2 separate regions of the Sus scrofa genome follow, and region 2 is linked to region 1. Evidence: chromatin contacts called from public HiChIP or PLAC-seq data. All regions are on one chromosome and are shown on one strand. Each heading gives the region's core, a stretch centred on a gene start, on an enhancer-like site or on the middle of the called end of the contact. The rest is flanking DNA. Distances are from core to core; before and after follow the strand shown.

Region 1 (7,747 bases), core at 3,193-5,692:
CAACTGAATGTCTGCTCGGGGACCCCTTTTTTTGTAGGTGAGACAGCATTCAGAGGGCCCCTTTTCCAGGTGCTCTTCTCAAAAGAAAAGCTGTAGCTGATTTTGTGGTTGGCTTTAAATTAATATAAAGACACCCTGGCCTGGAACTTAAGTGAAAGGATTCTTGATGTTCTTTCCAGCTAAGGGCTTTTATGCTGCTCTGCGGCCATTTTCTCTCCTTGGCTGCAGCGATTACAGTTTTTGACAGATGTCTTGACAAGAGTGTAGATTTTGATTGAGGAGGGTGATTTTATTTATTCGCCAGGCTGATTTCATGTTAGAATGAATTCTCTGGATTCCTCTTGGGTTACTTGATGTTCCTTGAAAAGGAAGACAGTGACTCGTCTTGGCAGTTCTTAGGTTTTATTCTGAGCTGGATGAAGTTGGCCAACTCAGGGATGCTAGAGTAGGAAGAGAATTTTGGGTGGCATGGGTCATGTGCGTGGAAACGTGCAGTGCCCATCAGGGTGGAAGGCCTCTCTAGTTTGACCTTGAACCCGCAGAGCTGATTCCCTGAAACGCCAGCCTCCTAGCCACACATGCAAGCGGAAATTGTTGACACCTAGGCCACATCTGGGTATGACTCTTCTTCGGCTTTCCATCGGGTTTCTGCTTTCTTGAGACAAAATGACGTCCTACAGGTCCTCACAAAACCACTGGCCTTAAAAGCACCCCAAAACTTAATCCTTACACGAGCCTTGAGAGGTGGGTATTATTATGGCCATTTTACAGAGAGGACCCTGAGGCTCAGAGAAAATCCATAATGTGCCCAAGGTCACATGGATCCTAGCGACTGAGATCTCTCGGATTCCCGTGTATCATTGTCTGTGAAATGTGTAATCTGACTCAAAGTCTGTGCTTTTCCCACAGGGCTTCTGAACTTGACCTCAACCCTTTGCCATTTATGTCGCCTCTCTCATTCCTTGGAAATAAAAGAACTAAAACGGGTGCGAGAGAGAAAAGGAGAAACCTAACCATGGGCGTTCAGGTCGTGCTTGCAGACGGCCAGCCCTGTCATTGTCATTCACACTGACACACTCTCCTCCTCCTCCTCTGCTGATGGCCACTGGGTAGAAAGAAGGATGCTGCTGCACCGAGGAGAGGAGCTAAATGGGGCTTCCTGTGATTTACATAATAAAATTAGAATCTCCCCAAGGGCCTTTTCCTGTCTACTGGTGGCCGTGATGGAGTGTGCCACCCTGGGGACAGCCGCACTTAAGGGCCTCCCTGGGGTCATCAGACCCACAAAGGGTCTTGGGATCAAATGTGCAGTTAAATTGATGAGATCAATTCATTAGGATAAAGACTTCCTCTACTTCCAAAGCAGCGTGGTGCTCCAGCCAGTCTCTCTCCTTTAGAAGTGAAATGTATAGATGAAAGGTGATGTGTTGGGAAGGATCTGTGCTGCCCTTTTCCAGGGCTTTGGTTATTTGAAGAGAGGGAAAGACTTCTTGAGCCTACATCAAAATATTCAACTTTGAAAGATGAATGTTTTTGAGGCTTGTTTGCTACCTACTGTTTCTTTTAGAAATGATTGCGCTATAGGTTTAAAAGGTGACCCAAGTGACTTTTTTAAATCTGGGAGGAGTTTTATAGACATCATGTGTGTGCGTGTGCGTGTGCATGTGTTACCTCCTTCAACTCTGACCACCTGACAGTCAGCCTAATGTCTTCCCTCATCTCAGTCCTTTAATTCAATATTTAATTACCTGGAGTTCCCGTCGTGGCACAGCAGAAACGAATCTGACTAGGAACCATGAGGTTGCAGGTTCAATCCCTGGCCTCACTCAATGGGTGGAGGATCCGGTGTTGCTGTGAGCTGTGGTGCAGGTCACAGACATGGCTCGGATCTGGTGTTGTGGCTGTGGTGTAACCCCCTAGCCTGGGAACTTCCATATGCCGCAGGTGCAGCCCTAGAAACCAGAAAACAAAAAACAAAAAACCTATTTTTGGTGCCCATATGAATTAGATTTCTTTTTTCTTTTTCTTTCTTTTTTCTTTTTTTTTTTTTTTTTTGTCTTTTTGTCTTTTGTTGTTGTTGTTGTTGCTATTTCTTGGGCTGCTCCCGCGGCATATGGAGGTTCCCAGGCTAGGGGTCGAATCGGAGCTGTAGCCACCAGCCTACGCCAGAGCCACAGCAACGCGGGATCCAAGCCGCGTCTGCAACCTACACCACAGCTCACGGCAACGCCGGATCGTTAACCCACTGAGCAAGGGCAGGGACTGAACCCGCAACCTCATGGTTCTTAGTCGGATTCGTTAACCACTGCGCCATGACGGGAACTCCTCTTTTTTCTTTTTCTGAACTCATACAAGGCATTCCAGCCCCCAGAGGGAATAACACCCCCCCCCCGACCCTAGTGAATACTCTTTTCCAAAAGTCAAATGGAAAATGGTTTGGGTTCATCCCATTTGCTTTAGTTCATAAAACACCTTCACTTCCTTTACTGCTGATGGTGTTGAACTTGCTCTGTAAGGAAAATCAATTGGAATCAAAGGATGTTAAATTGAGAGAGAAAAAGATGCCACCACACTCCCAGCTAGAGGCAGGCTTTTTAATCTGTAATTTCAGGCTTGTTTGATTATAAAGTGTAGTGCCCCTTCTCCTTTCCCCCCACCCCCTGCTTTTCTTTCTAGTTCTATAATTAAGACCTTGCTCTTTCTAGTGTTATAATTAGTAGTCTGGTCTAAGATATAAGAACCTAAGGAGTTCCCATGTGGCTCAGCAGGTTAGGCACTGCTGTGACTTGGGTCAGTCACTGCTGTGGTGTGGGTCACTGCTGTGGCACAGACTTGATCCCCAGGAACTTCTGCATGCTGTGGGTGTGGCCAAAAACAGATAAGAACATTAAAGTTGGTAATAGGAACACTGCTTACTTGCCTCAGTTTAGAGAGATGCCCCAAGCCTCTGAGTCATTCAGTCACTCAACAAACATCACTGAGCACTGACTGTGTGTGAGAACTGTGCTGGAGGCCAGGGGTTCAAAGACAAAAAGAACACTCTTCCTGCCCCTGAGTATGTGTCATCAGATCACGAGGCCCACATACAAACGACCATCCAAGCTCAGTGTGGGAAATGTTGTAATTGAGCTACATGCAGACTGTGTATTTTTCTATAGAGTAGCAGTTTTCACCCTGTGTTCTTCCTTCTTTTTTTTTTTTTTTTTTTTTTTGCTTTTTATGGGCCCACCCTCAGCATATGGAGGTTCCCAGGCCAGTGGTGGAATTGGAGCTACATCTGCCAGCCTACGCCACAGCCCTAGCAACAAAGGATCTGAACCGCCTCTGTGACCTACATGACAGCTCATGGCAACGCCAGAACCCTAACCCACTGAGCGAGGCCAGGGATCGAACCTGCAACCTCATGGTTCCTACTCGGATTTGTTTCCCCTTCACCACAAGGGCAACTGCTCACCCTGTGTTCTATTTGCCTGTTACTCGTGAGTTCTTGAGGACCAAGAATGGTGTTGGATGTGGATATGGATACAGATAGGGAAGGAATGGAGAGAAAAGATATTTGTTACCAATGCCAAGCCTATCTTACAAGGGGTCCCATAATGAGCCTATAACTTACAGCTTTTAACTTTCCTGAAAAATGTTTTAGTTACTAAAGATTAATAGGAAGGAGTTCTCCTGTGGTGCAGCGGCTTAAGGATTGGATGTGATCACTGCAGCGGCTCGGGTTGCTGCTGCTGCTGTGGCACCGGTTCAATCCCTGGCCCAGGAACTTCCATATGCCATGGGCGCAGCCAAAAAAAAAAAAAAAAAAAAAAAAAAAAGTCTAATAGGAAATGGTCATGGGTGGAGCTATCTGGGAAATAATGGATTTTGCATTCTTGCTCATTGCAAAATGCCTGATTAGCTTTTTTAGGATTCTGTTAGTTTAAGTCATATGAAATCCTCATTTTGTAGGTACTTTCATATGGTTCAACTTAATAAAACGAGACCAATTTTATGGCCTTCTGGTCTTCTGTAGGTTTAGGACATCCACAGAGGTGAGTCTGGGCAGATCGAGGGAATCCTAAGCTTGTTGCCACTAGGGTTCCCCTCTCTGAGTGTGAGTCTCTCTTTGGGGCTTCAGAGAGGAAGCCGGTGCCTCAACCATTCCTGTGACACTCGGTTCTGGAGCGGAGTTCCTCCGGGCAGTGCCTTCTTGAAGACTGGACAGGGAATAAAACTGCTGCTCTGTGCCCACTTAAAAATATTTTTGTTTACCTTGGAAGATATGCAAGAACAGGGTTTCATGCATATATAAGAGAAAACAGCAAGTGAAAAGGATGTGTACACATGGGCATGAATGGCTCGCTATTCTTAGCTGGGCTCTAACCTAGAGAAGAAGAGGAAACAAGATGCTTTTAAATGTGGACTCCGGCTGCCCCAGCCGAGAGCCAAGGGGCTTCGAGTCATAGAGAAACTCCTGGTAGCTGCTAGTGTCCTCCAGACCTTCCTCTTTTGGTAGAAAAGGTTACACTTGTGTGTCCCACGCTGAGATGGAGGAGGGGATGGCTTTTTCTTTGAAGGGACCTAGAGAGAAAGGAGAGAAAGACTTGGGAACCTGTCCTACTTCTCAGAGGGACGATCTGCATCTACGTGGTAGATGGACCAGCGCTTCCTGCTCTGAGTGGTTTAGTCTTTGAGAAAGAGGCTCAGGGGCTGCCTCGGCTGCCTGGATTAAACCTGCTGCAGGAACTGAGGTCTTCCTTGATTTGTTGTTCCGTCTCTCACGTTGGGGTCGAACCCGATTGGCCTTTGCAAATTAAAGACTGAGTAGAAATGCCTGACGCATGCTAAAGCCACAGTGCCTGCTGGCTACTTTCTGGTCACTCAGTGACTACCAGTTGATTTGAATATATCAGGGTCTGGAAACTGGACCAGTCACCCAGCTTCCCTGTCTGAAGGTGTGATTGGTAGGGAGGAATGCTTCCAGGCAGCATTTTCCTGGATTCGGGTTTGGATGGTATTAGCCAGGATCTGTGTGGTCACTGTCGCTCCCTCTGAATGATCATTATTATAAGCATACTTTGATTGGGCTCCAGCCCTTACCCAGTGCTTATAACCTAATATTGACAACAGCTACAAGTCAACCAAGAGCACGTCTTTATTTAGAACCTGGTATGAAATGCAAGGAGGATTTCTGCAAGGAGAGCCTGAAATTATGACATTACCTCCAAACCGACTCTCAGAAAGGGATCGGGCCTGGAGAGAAACCATTCCACTTCCTCATTTCCCTAAATGGAACAACAAAAAAAAAGTCTCATTTCCTTTCTTTCTTTTTTTGCTCAGAACACCAAGGCCATTTAGCCACCCCAAAGGTTATTATGGCCAGGTCACCCCTCTTGAAAGAAAGAAAATTTTCCCTCCTTTAGAGGGATGCACAGGAACCTCAGGGTCTGCTTTTATCTCTCTCCTGATCGGATTAAGATTCGTGTGAGATGAGTGTGAGGGAAAGCCCGGCTGGAGACTTTGACAACTGGTTCACAGCATGCTTCTGTTTGTGGTAACTCTGTGCATTGACTGCTGAGGTCCCCGAATTTTCCAGCTGTCACACTATGCCGCTGCCACAGGCTAGCCTTCGTAGATAAAACAAGTGCCAGTTAGCATGTCTCATGGGGGGAGGAGAGGAGAGAACAGAATTGTAAGCTTCTCCATGAAAGTGGTGACCCTGTCAGCGCCAGGCCTTGGAGACCTAGCTTGGAAGAGTGTGGAAGTTCCTGCCAAGGGTCCCTGTGGAGACCTCACCATCTCAGTGCTGAGTTTAAGGAGTCCCGCAGGCTTCAGGTAAAGTCATTTCCAGCAGATTGTGAGAATGTGCCCAGCTTGATTTGGACTGTGTCGCATTTACTTTTGCTGGCTTATCTCCACTACTGAATTTTTTTGCATGACTTCCCCCCCCACTTGCTATTGATGACCCTAGTGTCCATGAGGACGCGAGTTCGGTCCCTGGCCTCGCTCAGTAGGTTAAGGATCTGGCGTTGCCGCGAGCTGTGATGTAGGTCGCAGGTGCAGTTTGGATCTGGCATTGCTGTGGCTGTGGTGTAGGCTGGAAGCCACAGCTCCCATTCGACCCCTAGCCTGGGAACTTCTATATGCCGCGGATGGGGCCCTAAAAAGACCAAAAAAATAAAAAATAAATAAATAAATAAAAAATTCCAAGAAGGTAATTTTCTCTAAGAGCTGCAAAAGTGAGAGACTAGAGATTTGATCTTGCCCTTGATCTGACGAATTGTGATCAGTTCTGTGGAATGTGGGCTGAGTTGTCCCTTTACATGTGGTCCAGGAAATGTGAGGTCTGACACGAGATATGCACCAGGGAAGCTGGACAGGGAAATGACTTCACAAAATAAAATAAAACGTTGATGGGATCCCAGAAAACTTGCCTGTTGGGCTTCATGTTTCCAAGGTGCTGGATCTGTCTTCCGTGTGGTCCAGAATATGTGAAGCCAGCTGAAGCAAAGGGCTGTCTGGACGGGAGAAGTGATGAGATGAAGTATTATCAGGGGCTAAAGGTCTTCTGTTGTTTTCTGGGAAAGGTCCCTCCGATGTGGAATTCATGTGTTTTGTCTAGCTAATTGGAATTATGGTCTGGTGTCTGTCCCTGAAAGACACTGCTGACGGCCTTGGGTGGCCAAGGCTCTTTGCTCACCACCTTGATGACATCAGGAAGAAGGCATGAGACCTCATGTCTAAATATTAGTTTGGTTTTGGATTATAGGTCCCTTGAGTTCGGAAGTTAGCGGAGAGAAACCAAGAGAGAGTATGGTGTAACTAGAAACAAACAAAAGCCCGAACAACAAGCTTTAGTGTCAGAGAGACCGGAGTTCAGGTAGTGAGTGTGCCAGTCTTGTATTAGGTGTGTCGCTTGGAGCACATGGCTTAATCTCCTAGGACCTCCGTGTTCCCATTAGAAAACGTGAGCAGGGAGTTCCTGTCGTGGCTCAGTGGTTAACGAACCCGACTAGCATCCATGAGGACGCGGGTTCGATCCCTGGCCTCATTCAGTGGGTTAAGGATCTGACGTTGCCGTGAGCTGTGGTGTAGATTGAAGACACAGCTCGGATCTGGCGATGCTGTGGCTGTGATGTAGATCACAGACATGGCTCAGATCTGGTGTTGCCGTGGCTGTGGTATAGGCTGGCAGCAACAGCTCCGATTCTACCCCTAGCCTGGTAACTTCCATATGCGGAGGGTGCGGCCCTAGAAAAGCAAAAAAAGAAAAGAAAAGGAAAAGAAAAAGAAAAAAAGTGAGCAGAACAACTGCCTGCCTTGTGGGGAGGTCGTGAGTTTAGAGCGAGAGAAGGTGGAATGCCTAGGGAGGGCCCGGCGTGGGAACACACATCTGCTCCAGCCGTTTCTGTTACTCACAGGGGACTTCGGAATGTACGCCTCTGTCCCTCCATGCTTGCCATCTCTCCATTTGGAAGATGAACTTGACGGTTCCTGCTCAGGGGTTGACAGACAGCCAGGTGAAACGTCTGAGCTGGTGAGGATGGACCCTGCGTCCCAAACTGGGGTTTACAAGTTGCGCTGTGTGTGTACGTTGGAGAACTATATTAACAACATGCTCTGCTCGTTTCCCTGTCTCCATCTCCTGTTCAGAGCACAGGGCTTGCCGGCCTTGTGCTTTAAATAGTCCTTGGAGGGTGACTTGAACAGTAAATGAACACGATCCTTGTGAATCCATTTGCCTGGTGTTCAGGACTTCTATTCT
Region 2 (7,747 bases), core at 3,635-6,134, 130 kb after region 1:
AACAGTGTGGTAATTTTTCAAAAACTTAAGCAAAACTTCAGCATAGAGCTACCTTATGACCAAGCAGTTGCACACCTTGCTATATATCCAAGATATTTGAAAACATGCCCACACAAAAACTTGTATATGAATGTTCATAACAGCATTATTCCTAATAACCAAAAAGTAGAAACAATCCAAATGTTCATCAACTGATTAATGGATAAACAAAATGTGGCATACCCCTACAGTGGAATAGTACTTAGCTATGAAAAGGAAGTACTGATATATACTATAACATGGATGAAGCTTAGAAACACATATGTGTCCATTTATAGGAAATATCCAGAATGGGTAAATCCATAGAGACAGAAAGTAGATTAATAGTTTCCAGGAGTTGGAAGAAGGGGTCAAGGGAGAGAGGGCCTAATAACAGGTTTAAGTCTTCGTTTTTGGGTGATGAAATGTTCTGGAGTTAAATAGTGGTGATTGTTGCACAGCCTTGTGAATATATTAAAACCACTGAACCATACCCTTTAAAATGGTGAATTGAGGAGTTCCCATTGTGGCTCAGCAGAAATGAATCTGACTAGTATCCATGAGGATGCAGGTTTGATCCCTGGCCTCACTCAGTGGGTTAAGGATCTAGCATTGCCAGGAGCTGTGGTATAGGTTGCAGACATAGCTCAGATCCCACATTGCTGAGGCTGTGGTGTAGGCCAGTGGCAATAGTTCTGATTCGACCCCAGCCTGGGAACTTCCATATGTTGCGGGTGCAGCCCTAAAAAGACCAAAAAAAAAAAAAAAAAAAAAAAAAAAAAGTGGGGAATTGACTACTGTATGTGAGTTTTATCTCAATGTTTAAAAAAAGAAGAATCAAACAGAAATTTTAGTATTGAAAAATACAGTAACTAAAAGAGTTTGGTGTGGATTAAACAGCAGGTTAGACAAAGCTGAATAAAGAATTAATAAATTGGAAGATAGGTCAGGAAAAAAACCCACATACTCAAGCTTAGAGAGAGAAAAGGGTAGAAAGTACAAAAAAAATAAATAAATAAGAGATTTATGGGATATGAATAGGCCTAATATATATATATATTTGAAGTCCCAGAAGAAGAGAACAGAGAGAATGGGATAGACGCAATATTTGAAGAGATAATAGCTATGAATTGTCCCAAACTAAGAAAAGACTTCAAGTCACAGGTTGAAGAAAAGAAGGGTTATGAACCCCAACCAGAATAAATACAGAGAAAATTACATGTACATTCATTATAGTAAAATTGCTGAAAATCTCGACAGAGAGAATTCTTTTTTTTTTTTTTTTGTCTTTTGTCTTTTTGTTGTTGTTGTTGTTGCTATTTCTTGGGCCGCTCCCACGACATATGGAGGTTCCCAGGCTAGGGGTTGAATCGGAGCTGTAGCCACCGGCCTACGCCAGGGCCACAGCAACACGGGATCCGAGCCGCGTCTGCAACCTACACCACAGCTCTCGGCAACGCCAGACCATTAACCCACTGAGCAAGGGCAGGGACCGAACCTGAAACTTCATGGTTCCTAGTCGGATTCATTAACCACTGCGCCACGACGGGAACTCCGACAGAGAGAATTCTTAAAAACTGCCAAAGGTAGGGGGTGTGGGGGAGGCATGTTACCTTCAAAGAAGCAACAGCAAAGTTGACAGCTGACCTCTCAGTAGAAACAATAGAAGATAAGAGACGATGGAATGAAATAGCCTTCAAAAATGAAAGTGATAAAGCCCTTGTCTACAAACAGCTTATACAACGCAACAGCAAAAAAAACCAACAACCCAGTTGAAAAATGGGCAGAAGACCTGAATAGACATTTCTCTAAAGAAGACATATAGATGGCCAACAGGCATATGAAAAAATGTTTGAAATCACTAATTATTAGAGATTGATTATTGGAGAAATACAAGTCAAAACTACAATGAGGTATCACCTCACACCAATCAGAATGGCCATTATTAAGATGTCAACAAATAACAAATGCTGGAGAGGGTGTGGGGAAAGGGGTACCCTCCTACACAGTTGTGTAAATTAGTATAATCACTGTGGAAAACAGTATGGAGGTACCTCAGAAAACTAAATATAGAACTACCATATGACCTAGCAATCCCACTCCTGGGCATATATCCAGAAAAACCTTTCATTGAAAAAGATACATGCATCCCTATGTTCACTACAGCACTATTCACAATAGCCAAGAAACAGAAACAACCTAAATACCCATCGGCAGATGAAATGGATTAAGAAGATGTGGTATATACACACATTGGAATACTGCTCAGCCATAAAAAGAGCAAAATAATACCATTTGCAGCAACATGGATGGAACTAGAGACTATCATACTAAGTGAAGTAAGAAAGAGAAAGACAAATACTATATGATATCACTTATATCTGGAACTTAATATATGGCACAAATGAACCTAACAACAGAAAAGACACAAACTAATGGACCCGGAGAACAGACTTGGGGTTGCCAAGGAGGAGGGGGTGGGAGTGAGATGGACCAGGAGTTTGGGGCTAGTAGGTGCAAACTATTGCATTTGGAGTGGAAAAGTAATGAGATCCTGCTGTGTAGCATAGGGAACTATATCTAGTCACTTGTGATGGAACATGCTGGAGGATAATGAGAAAAAGAATGTGTGTGTATATATATGTATGTATATATATATTATATAATGAGAAAAATGATAAAAATAATGTATATATATATGTATAAAGAATGTGTATATGTACATATATATATATATACACCTATGACTGGGTCACTTTGCTGTACAGCAGACATTGACAGAACATTTTAAATCAACTATAATAGAAAAAATAAAATGTTAAAAAAAATGAAAGTGAAGTAGACAGTGTCAGACAAGAAAAATCTAATAGAACTTATCATCAGCAGAATTTGCACTAAAGAAATCCTGGATGGTATTCTTCAGGCAGAAATAAAATGCTCGCAGGTAAAGGCTTGGATATGCTGGAATGAATGAAGAGAAACAATATGTGAGCGTACATCTAAATGAATACCAACTTTAAGAAATAATCTCTTATGGGGTTTTAAACATATGTAAAATTTATGTAAATGGCAACAATAGAATCCATGTCTAGGCAGAGATGGAGAAATGGGTTTGAAGGTATTGCTCAGCAAGTGGTAAGAGGATTAATTTATATTAGACTCTGGCAAGTCAAGGATGTGTATTTACTTTAGGGTTTTCACTAAAGAATTAGTATCTCTGCCAATCTAAGAGAAGGGGAAACGATAAATACAAAATAGCCTGAAAGATTCTGGTAAAGACAAAGCTGTAGGAATGTAGGGCACAGCATTGGCTTTCAGGGGTTATGGGTGGAGGAGAGTTCAGCTACAAAGGGGCAGCCTGAGTGAAGTGAATGATGTCTATGTCTTAATTGTGGTGCTGGTTACACACTTGGGTACATTGGTCAAAACACGTAGAATAAACCAAAAAGAGTGACTTTCACTGAATTTTTTTTAAGTGGAAGGGAAAAAAGAAGGTAAAAAAATGAGAGAAAAGGGACTGTAGAGATAAGAAGAACAAATATCATAAACTATTAAGTGGATTTAAACCTAGATGTATAGGTAATTACAATAAGCACAAACAGACTAATGCAAAATTAAAAAACAGATTCTAAATAAACAAAACTGAAGCTTACATTGCTTATAAAAGTAGTACCATAATATAAAGATATAGAAAGAGTTAAAAAAAAAAAAAAAAAGGAGTTCCTGATGTGGCTCAGTGGCAACGAATCTGACTAGGAACCTTAGGTTGCAGGTTCGATCCCTGCCCTCGCTCAGTGGGTTAAGGATCTGGCATTGCCATGAGTGTAGAGTAGGTTGCAGACGTGGCTCAGATCCTGTGTCGCCATGGCTGTAGCGTAGGCCGCAGCTGTAGCTCCAATTCGACTCCTAGCCTGGGAACCTCCATATGCCATGGGTGTGGCCCTAAAAAGCAGAAAAAAAAAAAGAAAAGAAAGAGTTAAAGCAAAATGATAGGAAACGATAGTTCTGATAAAATCAGACCAGATAGATTTTAATACAAAAAGTATTATTAGAGATTAAGAAGGACATTTCATAATAATTAAAGATTTAAGTTACCAGGAAGAAGTATATACTTAAATGCAGCCTTAAAGCCTATAAATCAAAAAATGAACAGAGTTTAAAGGAAAATTGATCATCAACCCCAGTGAGAGATCTAATACACCTGTCTTAGTGAATGATCACACAACTAGACAAAAACAAACACACAAAAAATGAGTAAAGATTTAGGAGATATGAAAAACAGTGAACAAACCCAGCCTACACGGCGCTATGCCTAACAGTTGTAAGCAGATAGAAGTTCTTTGTGGTGTACCAGGAAAATTTATAAAGCTTGAATTAAAGAGGAAGTATTTGAAGCAGTTAGGTGAGAAAACAGAGCTGGAGTCAGGTCCAAACTCAAGACATCCTCCTTCTCACAATTCAGGGATTTTTCACTTGGGATGAGGTACTGGCAAGGGAGACCACGGTACCTTCCCCCACGGATGTAGATTTTCTTAGTTGTATGTAGACTGCTGGGAGTGACTATGCACATGACATAGCGTGACAAAGACAAGAGGGTACAGACCACTGTCACCAAGGAAACAGTCCAGGCTCAGAGCACCACCCCAGCCCCTGGGGAGTGCACTGCTCTGCTTGTCTCCCAGAGTTGGCTTTATGCTTCTCTGGGTCCAACTGTGGCACCTGGAGTGTCAGGAAACCCCATTTTCCCCAGTGGAATCCCCTGGAGCCTCCTTTGCTTTCTGGACAGTGAGAGTCTAAGGGAACTCCAAAAGTACTACAACTCAGTCTATGAACTGACTTTGCTGCTGGGTTCCTCTTTCCTAAAGTATCTAATCAGCGATTTTCCCAGTGCCCCAGGCATTTCCTGTATGGGTGCTGCTGACTGACTTACTTCCTACCAGGCTGCGTGGCTCCTTTCCCTGTTCACGCTGCCAACGTTCAGATGGACTTTATTAACTCTTGTTCTTCCAGCCTTCTCCCAGTCATCTGGGAGCCGCAGGGGTATTCTTCCCATCCCCCATCCCCTGGGAATTCCTTATTGTAGGCGGGCATATGCTTATACACATCCTATCATTCTGGCTTTTTTATTTCCCCCTTCTTGCCCAGTTGCAAGCCATGGATAGGCTGTTGTTTTTTGGGGGTTTTTTTGTTTGTTTTGTTTTTGTCTTTTGTCTTTTTAGGGCCACACCCAAGGCATATGGAGGTTCCCAGGCTTGGGGTCCAATCGGAGCTACAGCTGCCAGCCTACGCCAGAGCCACAGCAATGCCAGATCCTAGCCACATCTGCAACCTGCACCATAGTTCACAGCAACACCGGATCCTTCACCCACTGAGCAAGACCAGGGATCAAACCTGCAATCTCATGGTTCTTAGTCGAACCTGTTTCCTCTGCATCACGCCGGGAACTCCCCATTGACTGTTTTTCTTCCAGAGTTCATTTTAGAGCTGCTGAGAGATTTGTGCTTTCAGATTGCCTGTTTGCGTTTGTGTCTTTTGTCCTGTGTCCCAGTCTACCCAAGGAGCCATGGTCATCAAGACACTGTTTTATGACTTTAGTGTCCTGCCTGAGACACGGGGTGATCACTCATCCTCAATATGACCTCACGAAGTCCTTGGGCACTGGAGATCAGGGCCTAAAGACAATATTACACTCCCACTGAAATCATTATCCCCAAGAGCTAAAGATGGAAATTTGCCAAGAGAAGGATCACAGTGATGGTTTAAGAAATGAAGCCTCAGACTTGATTGTCTCTTTCCTTGTAGGGACGTTGCTTTCAGCTTATTTTCTTAGCATTAGAATAGGCCATCCAAAAGATTGAAACAGCCATGGAGGGACATTCAGATGGTTAGAGGACCGTGTTTTAGACTGTGCCATCTAAGGTTTTGGGAGAGCAGAGGGCCTTCAACCTTGTCCTACTCCCTCACTCCCACCCCACCCCTGCCCCAGTCCAGTGGGACTCAGTCTTGTCCTAATCATAGGTTTCCCTGACAAGAGGCTCTGGTCAGTTGGAACAGCATAGTAAGCGGCCGCGGGAGGTCGATGTTCAATCCACAGAGTTCACTGTCATGGCAAAGAATGGATTTTCTCCCAGGGCTCACTTAGCAGTACTGGTGGGTGATGAAGTCTGACTACTCATGCATTCCAGAACTTCTGGGAAAGCCTTAAGGAAATGGCTTTCACAAACACATGCCCTAGAGGAGAAAGCTCTTGGATTTCATTAAATCAGAACTTAGTCCTGGACATTTTTTTGTCTTCTCTGACCTAAGCAGTTGGGAGCACCTACCTTTGGACATTTAATTTATGACCCCAATTGAACCATGTCCTGGTTGTGCATCTGAGAAGGATCGTTTCTGTTGAAACTACCCAGAGAGCTAGAAAGGAATTCTGTCCTTTTTTATTTTGCTCAACATACCTCCTCCAGTTTCCTCCTTGTGGCTAAACACCCCGTAGGAAATCTGCATATATCTTACAGAGTCATTTTTACTTTGGTCTTTACTGAAACTGGGGAGGGGACTAGATGGTGCAGCAAGAGCGTTAGGAGAGCCAAAGATTCTTCTTCCCTGCGGTTGAGCGAGCCCCTTCCTTGGAGGGAGTTAGCTGCAATCCTGCCTGGGGATTAACTTCTGGGGGCTCTACCAATTCCACATATCATGATCATTTCATGTTTCGAGGGTACCTACAGAGGCAGCCCAGTGTGGTAGAGCATCCAGTGGGTATTGAGAGACCTGGACCCTAGTATTAATAATAGCTAACATTTATTGAGCATACCAAGTGCTAGATTCAGTCTTAAGCACTTTACATGGATTATCAATTTATTGTCCTCTTTTACAGACGTGGAAACTGAAGCATAGAATGGTTAGAGATTTTACCCAAGGTCACACAATTGGGAAGTGGAAACGGGATTCAAATCCTACTCTGGAGCCTGTGTGTTTCACCCCTCTGAGTACAGTTATGTGACCCTGGAAAAGTCATTTCAACTTTTGGGGCTCATCTGTGAACTATAACCTGAGGGAGTTTATATGGTTATCTTCTGATGGAGTTTCCACTTTCAATTACGTCTATGAATTAAATGCAGCTATATTATTTTATTCTTGTGATTATGTGAAAGCATAATGTTTCAGCCTAAAAATGTATCTAATTGGGAGTTCCTGTTGTGGCACAGAGAAGCGAATCCGACTAGGAACCTGAGGTTTCAGGTCTGATCCCTGGCCTCGGCTCAGCGGGTTAAGGATCTGGCATTGCTGTGGCTTTGGTGCAGGCTGGCAGCTGTAGCTTTGATTAGACCCCTAACCTGGGAACCTCCATATGCCACAGCTGCAGCCCTAAAAAGCAAAATAATAATAATAATTTATCTAATTGATTTGACAACTGATTATCTTACACCTGCTGTGTACAAAGCAGTGGACTGGGCACCCTGGAAGATAGAAAGATGCCTTAAAAGTTGTAACCTGTCTCTTTCATTATTTTAGCTTTGGTACTTTTTTTAAGATTCAGTTCTTTAGATAATTAAACTGGAATCTAATGAAGAAACCAATTGTGTTTCAAAAGACAAATTCTGGGACAGGTATTGGGTCTCAGACTGTGTCAGGTTTCTGATATTTTCTTTTAAAATGTGACTCTGGTCGCTGAGAGAATTTAGCTACACATTCTCTTCTGAGTGAAGAAGCAACTGGTGAGTTTTTAGTTTTA

Evidence for each region. HiChIP or PLAC-seq counts read pairs in DNA pulled down with a chosen protein or histone mark.
Region 2: a contact with region 1 is called in an H3K27ac HiChIP or PLAC-seq map of alveolar macrophages. The contact joins two enhancer-like sites. A contact is called at or near these places in 1 of 47 Hi-C or Micro-C datasets (embryonic fibroblasts) and 2 of 2 datasets of contacts at active chromatin or transcription factors (alveolar macrophages and skeletal muscle).

The regions. Positions count from the first base shown.
Region 1 is chr9:66,878,974-66,886,720 of Sscrofa11.1, forward strand. All of the region lies in intron 2 of SRGAP2 (SLIT-ROBO Rho GTPase-activating protein 2), which reads left to right. Among named protein-coding and RNA genes, the nearest start is that of FAM72A, 43 kb to the left of the region's middle. Within about 2 kb of position 4,443, at least 7 of the 83 cell types and tissues checked have an H3K27ac peak or open chromatin away from gene starts, as enhancers often do. A contact at or near this core is called in alveolar macrophages, where this site is marked.
Region 2 is chr9:67,013,422-67,021,168 of Sscrofa11.1, forward strand. The region is part of intron 4 of SRGAP2 (SLIT-ROBO Rho GTPase-activating protein 2); the gene reads left to right. Among named protein-coding and RNA genes, the nearest start is that of IKBKE, 110 kb to the right of the region's middle. Within about 2 kb of position 4,885, at least 12 of the 83 cell types and tissues checked have an H3K27ac peak or open chromatin away from gene starts, as enhancers often do. A contact at or near this core is called in alveolar macrophages, where this site is marked.